2 separate regions of the Rattus norvegicus genome follow, and region 1 is linked to region 2. Evidence: chromatin contacts called from public Hi-C data. All regions are on one chromosome and are shown on one strand. Each heading gives the region's core, a stretch centred on a gene start, on an enhancer-like site or on the middle of the called end of the contact. The rest is flanking DNA. Distances are from core to core; before and after follow the strand shown.

Evidence for each region. A called contact is a pair of places that touch in the nucleus more often than the background predicts.
Region 1: a Hi-C map of Schwann cells shows a contact between it and region 2, with 1.9 times the contacts expected there. The contact joins two enhancer-like sites. A contact is called at or near these places in 5 of 12 Hi-C or Micro-C datasets (the A7r5 cell line, Schwann cells, frontal cortex and 2 more).

Annotation. Positions count from the first base shown.
Region 1 is chr13:92,734,824-92,741,199 of GRCr8, reverse strand. All of the region lies in intron 2 of Efcab2 (EF-hand calcium binding domain 2), which reads right to left. Among named protein-coding and RNA genes, the nearest start is that of Efcab2, 54 kb to the right of the region's middle. Within about 2 kb of position 2,904, at least 4 of the 93 cell types and tissues checked have an H3K27ac peak or open chromatin away from gene starts, as enhancers often do. A contact at or near this core is called in Schwann cells, where this site is marked.
Region 2 is chr13:92,689,513-92,696,452 of GRCr8, reverse strand. The region is part of intron 1 of Efcab2 (EF-hand calcium binding domain 2); the gene reads right to left. Among named protein-coding and RNA genes, the nearest start is that of Efcab2, 8.8 kb to the right of the region's middle. Within about 2 kb of position 4,577, at least 9 of the 93 cell types and tissues checked have an H3K27ac peak or open chromatin away from gene starts, as enhancers often do. A contact at or near this core is called in Schwann cells, where this site is marked.

The DNA.
Region 1 (6,376 bases), core at 1,655-4,154, 46 kb before region 2:
AACTGATTTCTGATCTTCAGGAAGCAAAGAGCTGAGAAATTTAAAAGTTAGAAATGTATCTGCCCTAAAATTCAAACACATTAGAACTAGAGAATTTAATTTCCAGATAAAAGTTTTCAGCGTTTTTACAGACTAATTGTGTGTGTGTGTTTGTGTGTGTGTGTGTGTGTGTGTGTGTGTGTGTGTGTGTGTGTGTGTGTGTGTGTGTGTGTGGTGCTTTAATGATCTAGGTAGGGTTTTGCAGACTCCTAATACATACTGAAGTCACATCTCCTCACACTCAGAGATACGCCTGTCTCTGCCTCCTGAGTGCTGGGATTAAATTCCTATCTTCCTCCCAGTGTGTTTCTCTGCCTTTCCCAGCACCAGTTTCAGCTTTATGAGTAAAAGTTTTAAAGCACTCATCTGGAACAAGAATTTGGGGGGAGGGGAGAGACTAGGTGGATTGACAGGGAAAACAGGCCTTTCTCCTCATTTTTATTCAAAAGCTTTTAAAATTCTAAAGTAGAAAAACAATGTTTTTTAGAACCTAGAATTTCTTACTAGATATTTCAAAATAGTAATGAGAAACTGATACTACTACTATGGCTTGTGTCTGCAATCTCTCCACAGGCTCATGGTTTTCATTCCTGTTACCCAACTGGTAGCACTATTTGGGGAAGACCATGGAACCTTTAGAGAATGAAGCCTGGTAGGTGGCTAGGGGGTGGCTCTTGAAGGTCACCACCACCCCTGCTTCCAGTTTTTCTCTGGTACACCATGAACTGAGAGGCTCTACCATGCTTTCTTGGCCACAGTGGACTGGAACCCTCTAAAACAGTGGTTCTCAACCTGTGGGTGGCTACCCCTTTGGTAAACCTCTCACTCCAAAAACATATTTACACTATGATTCATAACAGTAGCAAAAGTACAGTTATGAAGTAGCAATGAAGATAATTTTATGGTTGGGAGTCACTAAAACATGAAGAACTGTATTAAAGGGTCAGACACAGCATTAGGGAGGGTGAGAACCACTGCTCTAAAATGATGCACCAAACAAGTCCTTGCTCCCTCACTCTCTGCCAGGTATTGTGGTCACAGCAACGTGAAACAACTAAGAGTTGCCAAGGTGCTGCTATCTGAGCTACAGGCCTAAGTTTAAACTAACTGACGTTTACAGTGGTTTTCCATTTAAAACTGGCTTGTGAGATATTATATAACGTATCTTTAAGAGAAACTCTGAGGCGGGCATTACTATGGAGAGGTTGATAGTCATAGAAATGAAGTGGTTTGCCCTGTTCTAGAATTAACTACTTCCCCATCACTCTGCACACTTGGAGAGTCAGAAAGGAAAAGCATTTCTAATACAGCACTCACTCAGCTCCGGCTAATGCTCAAAAAGGATCTGGCTTTGAACCGACCATGTGACTAACTTACACAGACCTTACAACGCTTCTGCAGCTCACAGAGGCTGTTGGCCTTAAACCTCTTTCAGGTCCTGGCCCCAGGTTCCACTTTGAACAATTTAAATAGAGACAGAAGAATGCAAGTCTGGCCACGTGGACAGATGGGAGATTCACACGGCAAAGGTATTCCCAGAATTCTGCCTTACTATTCCTTTCATCAGGGTCATTCTTTTCCCATAGCTGCTGCCCAGGCTCATCTTGTCCTTCTGGCAGAGCTGTGTCTTCCTGATAAGAGCACAGAGTCTGATGGCAGGGTGGTTGTGGCCCTTTGCCACTGCCCCTTAGAACTATCCTCTTTGATAGGGGATGAGTCTACTGGCCAGTTCCAAGTCAGTTTCTCCTTTTGCTATAGAAATAGAGTCTAGGGGTTGGGGATTTAGCTCAGTGGTAGAGCGCTTGCCTAGCAAGCACAAGGCCCTGGGTTCGGTCCCCAGCTCCGAAAAAAAGAAAAGAAAAAAAAAAAAGAAAGAAAGAAATAGAGTCTAACTGAAGGCCAAGCTTGGTAAACAAACTTTGGATAAACTTTTAACATGCAATATATATATATATATATATGCGCTCTGTCTTCACACACACCAAAAGAGGGCATCAGATCCCATTATAGATGGTTGTGAGCCACCATGTGGTTGCTGGGATTTGAACTCAGGACCTCTGGAAGAGCAGAGCCATCTCTCCAGCCACTGGAGAAACTTAACATCCCTAAACTTCAATTATGCTAAAAGTTTTTCATTCCTACAATTTCAGACAAGTCTGGTGAGTATATACTTATCTTTTCCGTCATACTGGGGGCACTGCGTTATTTCCTCAGATGGTTCATGGGTAACTCCCGTACAGCGTCGATTCAACACCTCACACTTCTCTGCATCGACCTAAATCCCTACCTCCTTCCTCAACACAGCATTCAATAAACAAGGACTCTACCGAGCATGAGGAGAGGGGGGACAGGACAAGTTCTACTTTTTTGCCTTTCTTTCTCATGCCTTGTTAATACTCCAAACGCCTCCCACTCCCCCCAGCAAAGAAAAGCAACTCTGTTAGGTGTTTCTCCAGCTGGTGGTCCAGGCCGATTTTTTTTCCCTGAAGATTTCTCTTTGACTTTCACTTAATGTTCAATCAGAAATCCTTCTGAAAGCAAAATGGAGTATGAAGCTCCCTGGGTACAAACTGTTCACCCATGCTTCCCTTCTCCTAGCCTCAGCTCACACTGGAAATGATTACAAGAGTCTTTTGTTTTGGATTAAGCTCCTACACTAGGTCCCAAAGAATAGACTCAAAAAGAAAAAAATAGTCACCCATAATCAAGTTAAGCACAGCCAAACAGAATTCCCCAGGAAAGCCAGTTTCAATGGGCACAACAACAAAATCCTTCTGTTTTAATCTTTTGGGGGAGGGGAGGGGAACTTGCCTGGAGAAACTTGATGTTAACTTGTCAGTGATTCTCCTATTGTTCAGCCTCTCTTCCCTGCCTTGTAAGGAAAGCGACTCCATCAATCAGATCTTTGTTCCCTAGGGTAAGGAGGGCAGAACCTCAGTCTCCTCTGGTCAGAAATGCTTACCCATTTCAATTAATCTACAACCACAAAGAAAGCCAATCAAGATCTCTTAACTAAAATGTTAATTTGTTGTTATTATTATGAATAATATTTTTATAATTTTAGACTGGTTAATGTTCTTATTAACCAGTTAAAATGGAAGGACCTTATTATCATATCCATTAAAACTGGCTTTCCTGGAAAATTTATGTTTGGCAATATTTAACTTTATCATGGGTGACTCCATTTTTTTCTATTTAGGTCTATTCTTTAGTCCATTTATTATTATCATTATTATTATCATTATTTATTATTTTTATTATTATTATTATTATTATTATTATTATTATTATTTGTTCTGAAGCTTAGTTTTATTTCCTGAAATAAATAAGAACTATAGTCTGTCTGCACACCCTGTGAACCAACACTATTATTAAATACATCTGTTATTGGTCAGTCTTCACTGGCTTACCTTCAACCAACTTAAAAACTATCAACAGTTGCCTTCGGGACTTGATCAAAATGCTTTCAGGTCCCATTGGCTTGTTCTCAAACAGCACCCTCAGTAATTTAGGGAATTTCCAGTGTGAGGTAAGTTTCTTTCATTACCAGTTCTGGGGGCAGCTGAGTGACACCTCCTCCACCGCGTACCCACCTCAGCAATGAAATCGTGCAGTTCTCCTTCAGTGGGGCTGCATCCTAACGACCTGATAATCGTCCCAATCTCTCTAGGAAAAAGGTGAGAAATGGAGAGGCAACTGTAGTATGAATTATCAAATAATTACCTAAATTATTTCAGCTCACAGGTAACATGGCAACCACCTCACTTAAGTATTGGCTCACAGTTCCACGAGAAACTTCCTAGGAAAAGAAAAGGGTACGCAAGAGCCAAGGCAGCCCAAGGATTCACAACTAGCAAATCAAGCCCTGACTGGTTCAGAATCTCAAAGCCCCAGAGAAGGAACGGGGACAAGATGAGGGGAGGAAGAAGGAATGTCTGCCACTTGAAGGCTGGTTTTAAATGCTGTTCAACTCAGATGGAGAATATATGTTAATCATTTAGTTAGCACAAGCTAACTGTAGCCTTGCACTGTGCTAGCTGGGGGCTACAGGAGGAAGAAGAGACAGGCTGGGTTAAATTTTACTTCACTCCTGCTCATCTCAGTTGAATCCTGTCCTCTTATCTTGAAAAAGCAAATGCTTACAAAGCTATCTGTAGAAATAGTTGACCGTGTTTGCTAAAGAAGGAATGTCCCAATGGCTACCCACAACATCTGCTTCTGTAAACACACTTAAACTACAATGGAAACATCCTTTCATGGTCATAAGACCCAGAGACAACCCTCACAAGGTCCATGCAAGCAGGAAGCTCCACATTGTTGCTCAAACTATAAAACCTGTAAGAAACCATGGGATGGAACCAGACTTTGCAAAACACTAGCTTTGGTCTACGCTCACTGCACTTGAAAATTCGGAAGCTCTGGATAGATCTACAACAGTGTTCTGTCAAGTGAAAGTGGAAACGGGGCTGGACATGAGTCTATTACTCCTTGAAGATAGGGGAAAAGTGTATGGAAAGAATGGAGTCCCTTTTCTTCCTCTATGAAGGCAGCGATGGGAACTACTGCCTCTGCTATGGTAAGAGCCAGGTTTGTACTGGTTGAGCACTGGGCTTGTGCCTCGAGAAGCAGAAGTGTCTGGCTCTCTGAAGATGAGCGGCATGCCCTGATAAATGGCAGACGGACATATGGCCAGACAATGCAGCTCACTCAGAGTTACTCAGTGGCAATTCAATGAAGGCAATGCAGAGGTCAGCTGATAGAAGAGAGAAGGGAAAGTGAGGAAGGGACAGCAAGGTGGCATTTAAATGCCAGGATTTAGATAGTAATGAAATGAAATGAGTCTATTTCAAGAGCTCTCCATGTGTGAGGCTCTGGGTTCAAATCTGAACACCAGCAGGGATGGAAAGTCCAAGTCTGTGAGGTGGGAAGAAAAGACAATCAGCAGGTACCCTGATGACTCAGAGCCTCACTTGTTTCCCACAGCCTAAAGGAAACACGCGGCTGGATACATAGAGACTCAGCGATCCTCCAAGCTACTCTCACACAGCACTGGTGCCAGCAACATGGGAACACAGCAGAAGGGGCCAGGTGGGCACCACAGAGCTCCAGATGGCTGGCTTCTAGATGGGCCAGGATGCTGGCTGTTGTGAGGAAATCAGGCTGCTGATGCTGCAGCCCTAGGAGCAGTGATGCTCCCAGTGATGGGAAACAAAGAAAAGAGAACACAGGATAGAAAAGGGCCAGGCCTTTGCACTGAAAGAGAAGGAGGCTTAGGAAGAAAGAAAATTGAAAGGGAAATGTAGAAAACCACCAAAAGAGATGAAAACAGCAGACACACTTGCAATCCACGCTGCATTTGGGAAACAGAGGCAAGAGAATCACAGGAGAGCAAGCCCTCTCCTACACAGCAAGTTCAAAGCCAGCCTAGACTACATGAGACCCTATCTCAAAAACGAACAGGAGACACCAAACAGAAATGTCAACAACACGGACAGAGTTCAGAAGTAATAAAAAGAAATGAGTTGGGAGTAGAAAATTAAACAAAATTATGAGATAAGAAAGCCAGAGTGGAAGGGTCTTCCAAGGAAGGGAAACAGAATATAGTGCTATAAATGGATAAAGGGGATTGCATGGGGTGGGGGAAGGGAGGACAGAGTAGAGGTGGGAATATGGGTGTGAACAACTAACATAATAAATACCCTTTGAAAAGCTATTAGAAAATATACTACTGTAGAAGCTTCCTAAAATATATATATTTATAAAAGAATTTAAATAGAGTCACTGTATCATGGGGAGACAATACCACAAGTAGATATTATGTCACCAAATAAACTTTCAGTGGCAAGAATGGGTTCCATCTTTCTGAGTCACTAGCCAAAGGGGTCCTACAGGCTCCCCAAGCCCTACAGACTATTTCCAACTTGATGGTAAAATGTTATTTCTAAAGATACCACATACTTACGTCATAGAAAATGGAGAAATCTAAGTGGTACTCAACTGGAAGATTGACTCTATTGGCTACAGTTCATAGTGCTAGAAGACTCTCAGGCACAGTACCAGAAGAGAGATGTCATCGAACGCTGTCTCACCCAGTTACAAGCCCTGTGAGCTTTAGTGGTGACCTGCCTACAAGATATGCTAGCTGAGTCCACAGTGGCATGGATGCTATGGGATTCAACAGTGGCATGGATGCTATGGGAGTCAACAGTGGCATGGATGCTATGGGATTCAACAGTGGCATGGATGCTATGGGAGTCAACAGTGGCATGGATGCTATGGGATTAACCCACCACTTTTTGAGGGAAGGGGAAGGTTTAAGACCCACTCAAGTCATGGG
Region 2 (6,940 bases), core at 3,328-5,827:
GACAAAGGAGGATGAATGCCTTTCTTGAAGATCCTGACGGAGAATGCTAGAGTCCAAACACAGGAGTGACATGGACATTTTATAAAACGGTGTTTGTAGAGAAGCTTATTTATGGTGGAAAAGTCTGAGGCCCCAAAGAGCCCATGAAAGTGCTCGGGGGAAGTCAGTAGGAGGATGAAAAAATGAAGTGACAAACGGCTGGGCTGTGCAGAGTGAAATGGAGACAATGGAGCTGACCAGAGACGAAAAAAATGGAAGCAGCTTGGTCTTCCCTTTGAATCCTAAGCTTAAAAAGTTCCCAACATTTGCCCACCTCAGTTTTATGAACTATTAACTCTTGGGTGCCTGTCCCTTCCCCCCTTTTTAATTGAGGTGATGTCTCTGTGGGTGATAATCTTTGCCATCAAATACTGGGGTGGTAAAGAATAAATAACTGGTCTCTTAAGAGTCTAGGTCCTCACACTTGAGAAAAGCTGTGCTCCAGGAGCTGTTAAGTAACTGTGACAAGAAACCTCACACCTGACTTGACCGTGATCACTTCTGAGCTGATGCTCAAGAAGGCCATGAAACAGGTGCTGGAGCTGTTTTTAATGCAGCACTGACACTTCCTCTGGGCTCACCAAATAGCTAACAGAATGAAAGTCTGGCGTCTCTGCTTTCACCGAGTGTCTAGCTCCTTCAAAGAAAAAAAAGTCAGAAAAGGGGGAGGGGGCGTGAGGCCTCCTGCCAACAGCATGCAGTGATCTGAGTAATGTCAGCGCCAGAATCACTCAGCAAAACTATGTTCAGAAGTTGTGTGAAGAAAATGTTTGCAGATCGGAGCCTGCTGGTGTGGAGTAACCAGTTGCACATTAATACTTAGCTAATACAAGGACTATGTCTAATTTATTTGTTTACTTCTAACATACTCGTTGCTTATAGTATTTTACTAAATTTGATTAGCTGTCCTTTCTGTTACCAGTCTCATCTGGATTTTTCATGTTTTTAATTTTATAAATAGTTTGAAGTTTGAAAAATTATTTTGTTGACAGTATTAAAAAATATATGTTGTTCTACTGTTGCTGCCAATCCAACCTTAAGAGAAATGTGGTCCAGTGAGCCTCAAGCTGAGCAGGACTGGTTTTTATCTTGTCACAGTGTGCTATTTTACTGTAAACAGCTTTTTATAAATTTGAAAGAATTTTCATTTCTGAAAATTTTATCAAGCCTAAAAACAGTCACAGACATGTCTATAAAAAGATGTCTGTCAACTGTATTTCATACTTTAGAGGGAAGCTTGTTGCAGTTTTAGCTCACTGTCAGCTATTTCCAAGGGATTTTTTTTTAAGTACGGTGTAAAAACAGTCATGAAATGTTAAAGGTCTTCTGCAATCTAACTGATTTCTTTATGATTCAATCATTCCAAGAAGTCAGTTTAACAGCTGTCTTTACATCCTATACTAGGAAATTCAGCAAAACCTTCCTTTAAAGAATAACACTAGATGAAATTTTGAAAGGTATTGAATGTCAAGAAAAAACACAGAGTTGAGCAATGGTGGCACACGCCTTTAATCCCAGCACTGAGAGGCAGAGGTAGGTGGAGCTCTGTAAATCTGAGACTGTCAGCCTGGTCTACAGAGTGAGTTCCAGGACAAACAGAACTACACAGAGAAACCCTGTCTCAAGAGAAAAAGGAAGAGGAGAAGAAGAAAAGGAAGAAGAAGAGGAGGAGGAGAAAAGGAAGAAAAGAAGAGGAAGAGGAAGAGGAGGAGGAGGAAGAAGAGGAAGAGGAAGAAGAGGAGGAGGAGAAGGAAGAGGAGGAGGAGAAGGAAGAAGAAGAGGAGGAAGAGGAGGAGGAAGAGGAGGAAGAGGAGGAGAAAAAAAGACATAGTTCCTTATGGATGTCTGTTTAACGATTAAATCCATCCAGGCATAGTGGCGCATGCCTGTAGTCCCAACACTTGGGAAGTCAAAAGTAGGAAGATCGTGGTTCTGAGGGCAATCCAGGCCACACGGTAAATTCCAGTCTAGCCAAGGCTGTTTAGAAAGAACTTGACCACCAAATAATGATAAAATAAATAAACAGGAAATAGTAAGATGCTGCCAAACAAGTCCTTCTACAACTAACTACATATTCACACGTATATATCTGTTCACTGAAATAGGGCCTTGCCATGTAGGCCAGGCTGATCCCTCTGTGTAGTCTCTGTGTAGTCCAGGCTTGCCTTAAACTTAGGATCCTTCTGCCTCAGTTTCCCAAGTACTGGGAATACAAATTCAAACTACCATGCTTTGGGAGGCAAGCACTCTGCCACTGAGCTATTCCTCCAACACTAAATATACATTTAATCAAACAAGTCTTTTAACTGAGCCACTCTTCACCTGTAAAGTAAAACAGCATCCCATAGAGCTGTTATGAAGATTAAATAAAATTAAGCCCACTAAATAATTAATATAGAATCTGACCATAGGAAACAAGCCATTGGCGAGTGTGACTAAAGTAATAATCAGAAAGTCTAACACTCAAACAAGAAACTGCTAAAAACTTCAGTTCCAAAGAGAGATGAGGGGTGGGGAAGAGGGTCAGTCACACATGAGCAGCCACACTCAACCACACTACACCATGGACCCACCATAAAACCTCTAAGGAAAGCGTTCTGCACAACTCCTGGACTGACCAAGAAGATAGTGCACCACAATTGTACAGGGACTGAAGATCCTGGGCTCAGAGCCTTAGCAGCCTTCTTTGTTTGTGTCTTCTATAAACATAATCAGTGTTTCCATCAGCTCTGCAATTGACTACAGCAAATCAGCAGCCTCAGAAAGGGATGGCAGGCAGGCCCAACTTGTAGCCAGCTCTCTCAAGGGCTGGGTAGCCCCGCCTGCCCCTGGCATATTTCCAAGGGAACAGTGCTGTGGGCTAGCACTTCACCAGTATAGTCTGCACAACTCCAGCAGTGTCAGGACACCCACCGGTGTCCACAAGGAACTAGAGAGCTGTTTGGTATAGAAAAATCATACACTTGGCCTCATAAGTGCTGAGGAATAGAAATATTTTAATTTTTGGCAATCAGAAAGCTAAGAAGACTAAAAGAGTGCATTCTAACCAGGGGAGGTTAAAGTTAAACCAGGGGAGGGAGAACTAAGCTTAATTTCAAAGGAAGAAATGAACGGGCAAGCAGTCCTCACCAAACAGAAGTCATCACCAAAGGATACAAGGGGGTTTTAAATAAAAACGCAGCTGAGATTTCTCTGATACTGGGGTGTCTGTGTACATGTTCAAATACTTAACTAGATGTTCAAAACCCTACCCTGAAGAAATGAAGACAAGATAATAAGTCCCAAGAGAAGCATTTACCATGAGAACTGTTTAAAGTATACAAGGGAGAAGGTGAGAAATGCCCTCAAGATTAATTAACTGGAAAGTACATTATTGTCCTGCTTGACTCAAGTAATGCCAACATCTATTCCAGACACAGTGTTTAAAAACAGCCATGGAATCAATTCTTGCCTGTGTGGAGGAGGAAGTTCCTAGTGATTCATCTTTTATGAATAACTTTATTCAAGGAAAATATATTAACAAACATCTGACCAAAAATATAAGTCAATCATCATCTCGTTTTATACACTGAGCTTTTATATGAAAGCTTATATGTTTATTGAGGGTTGAGATATAGTTCCGTGGTAGAATACAAGCCTGCCATGCTTGCCGCCCTGAGTCCAGTCTGATTTAAAAGGAAGACAGACCAGCTACAATAAACCATAACAGGTCAGTGCTAACACCCAGCAAGGAGTCAGTGGTTCTGTAGACATCCGTGCAGCCTCCACCTCAGACCTGACCACAGGTTTGACTCATACTAGTGAGGTGTTAACTCACCCTAGCTCTCTTCCAAATCCCCTCCTCCAATTCCAAGTATGTAGATGGACTAAAGTCTCTGCTAATTTCTGTTAGCACCTGTTCTTTTTTGGTTTCTGCTGCTGTGATAAAGACCACAACCAAAGCAACTCAGAGAGGAAAGGGTTTATTTGGATTACATAGCAGGGGTCACAGTCCACTGAGAGGCAGGGCCCTGGGGGAGGGGCCGAATGAAGCAGACGCCACAGAGGCACACTGCTTACTGCTTGCTCCTCACCTGCTTTCTTAGGGCGCTCAGCACCACCTGTCCAGGAGAGCCCGCCCACAGTGAGCTGGGCCCTCCCCCATCCATCATCAAGGCAGAAAACCACAGGCCAATCTGGTGGAGACATTTTCTCAATTGAAGTTCCCTCTTCCCAAATGACGTTAGCTGTGTCAAGTTGACCTAAAAACTTGTCAGCACGTCTTTTAAAAAGATGTTTTCTAAACGTGTATATAATAAAAAGTCCAAGGGTGAAGATAAATTCATCTATACAACATGTATAGATTCACCAATATTGAGCCCTAGACATGCAAAATTCATCCCATACTTCGTGCGTCTCGTCAAACACACACCTGAATTACACTGTGTGAAATAATAAAGCTTTCTCAGAGAGAATGGGGAAGATTGAGGAGGACTGACCGACGGACACTAAGCTACCATTACACGGGTACAAACTGCTGTTCCAGCACACAGAGCACTGACCTCAGCATCAACTCTGTATTCCAAAGAGCTGAGAGGACAGGCGTGAGGTCACAGCAACAGATGGATATAACTGACCTCTTAAGGCAAAAGCTGCACGGTCCCCGCTTTAACTGCCCCAATGGCTCCCCACTGATCTAAGCCAGATCTACCTCCTATGGCCTGTTTCCAAGGAGGGCTTCCCTGACTCTGCTACACACCTGTCCCCCCTCTCACCATCCCCTGCCCTTCCAGCCACACAAGCCTGCTTAGCTCCTCTCATAAGCCAGTTAGTTTCCTGTCTGGCTTATGGCTTCTTTATGAGTTTTGTTTTTTGTTTTGCTTCAAATTTTTGAATTTCAGCCAACTGCTTTTCAGCAGATGGAAATGTCACATTCAAAGCTCCTGAAGTAATGAAAAATTACATCCATGTTCCTTTACTGTAGCCTTGAGGTTTTTTAATAATTTATCCTATATGTAATTAAATAGTTACATAATTCTGTAATGGTTCTCTCAACAGTAAGTAAGCTCAAAAAGGACAAGGCCAACCTCTTTTTAGACCTCACTGAGCACAGTGCTAACACAGTAAGGGCATTTATAGAGCTCTAATGACACATGAAGTTCTTGCTACATGTTCTGTGACTGAATGAAGTAGTCCTGATACACTCTCTTGACATGTGAAGAAGTTAGAATACTGGAGCTCCCAGCTCATACATTTTACTGTAGAGTTCGTGTTCTGAGCTATGAACAAGTATTATGTACTAAGTGCAGGATGAAGAAATCATACATGCCCAGGCTAGAAAGTTGCTTATAAGACTAGCAAATAATTCACTCCCCATAACGAAGCACGCATGAAATGTGCTATTAACCATGTAGCCAGAAAAAAAATAGAAGAAAAAGGACTGCCTAGTTTGCTTCGCTAGGGAGTTCTGACTATTCTTAAACAATGCAAGTAAGAGTTTTAGGTAAATAATTCATATCCAGATGAAAACCAGTAAATTGGTTATAATTAGAGATTTTTGCAGTAATCCAATAGATGCAGAGAAGTGTGTCAAGAAACTGAGGGGCTAAGGATGTAGCTGTCTTGGTAGAGGATCTGCTTACTGTCCAGGAAGTCCTGGTTGGCTTCCCCCAGGACTACATAAACTAAAATTATGTACCATGGAATGTGCACGAAATATTGGCACTTAGGGGACAGAATCAGGATCATGAGAGCATCAAGGTCACCCTTGGCCACCCATCAAAATCAAGGCCAGCCTAGGCTATAAGACCCAGTTCAGAAGACAGGGAACAAGAGAGACAGACAGACTGCCTGACCAGTGTATTCCACATCTTATGGCTTCTCATTTCTCTTCCATATAAGAAGCTGGCTCCACATAGAGGTGAGAACCATCGAGGTATAAGGAAGCTATAAATTCCTTATGATGCAAACCCTTCCTGAACCAATCAGTGTTGACAATATAACAAAACCCAAAAATACTACTCTAGATCAAATGAAACCAGAGAGTCAGCCATATGCAATGTGGGAATCTCAGCTGAAAGCTATCCACAGGGGTTGGGGATTTAGCTTAGTGGTAGAGCGCTTGCCTAGCAAGCACAAGGCCCTGGGTTTGGTCCCCAGCTCCGAAAAAAAGAAAAAAAAAAGCTATCCACAGAAACAGACATTACTGACAGCTGACAAAACTGAACCCAGAACGTGCCATCTACCGTTTGTGAGAAGACAATCACCCTGTGGCCCACCATCCTCTCCCATTAGCTATGCCAACCACGGTTAACTTCAAGTCCTGTCTAAATAAAAGAGACTGGAAGTGTATAGAAGGGTAAGCCTTTAAAATAAATGTTTTGTTCTTCTCTGTTTAGTTGACTAAAACAGAAAGAATGGTTATTAAGTGGCCTCAGAAACATGCACAGATGCTTTACATATGATCAACAACTGGACTTTGGTTTGTTTTTCTTGCCCTGAGATTTCATGTCAAGCACATGCAAGTAACCAGGCCCTAAAGTGCAGTGCTTCCTGCTTTCTCAGCATTTTCACGCCAGGCACCATGGGTGCTGGAGCCATAACAAGGACTAAGAAGGCACCATCCACTAGACGTGATGCTGCACACCTTTAATCTCAGCACTAGGAAGGCATAGGCAGGCAAGCAGAGCTCTGTGAAGTCCTCAAAGCTAGCCTGGTCCAGAACAGGTGGGACTACTGTCTCAGGAAGAAGAAAGGAGAAGACAGTATCCTCGCCACAACATAAACAAGTATAATTCCCTTTGCTTTCTATTTGAGGAGTCTGAGGCTCCTTAGGTTTAGCACCCAGACTGAGATCAGATGGCCGTGGCTTGGGAAAGATAACATACAAATTCAGGTCTCCCCCGAAGCTCACCTTTGCTAA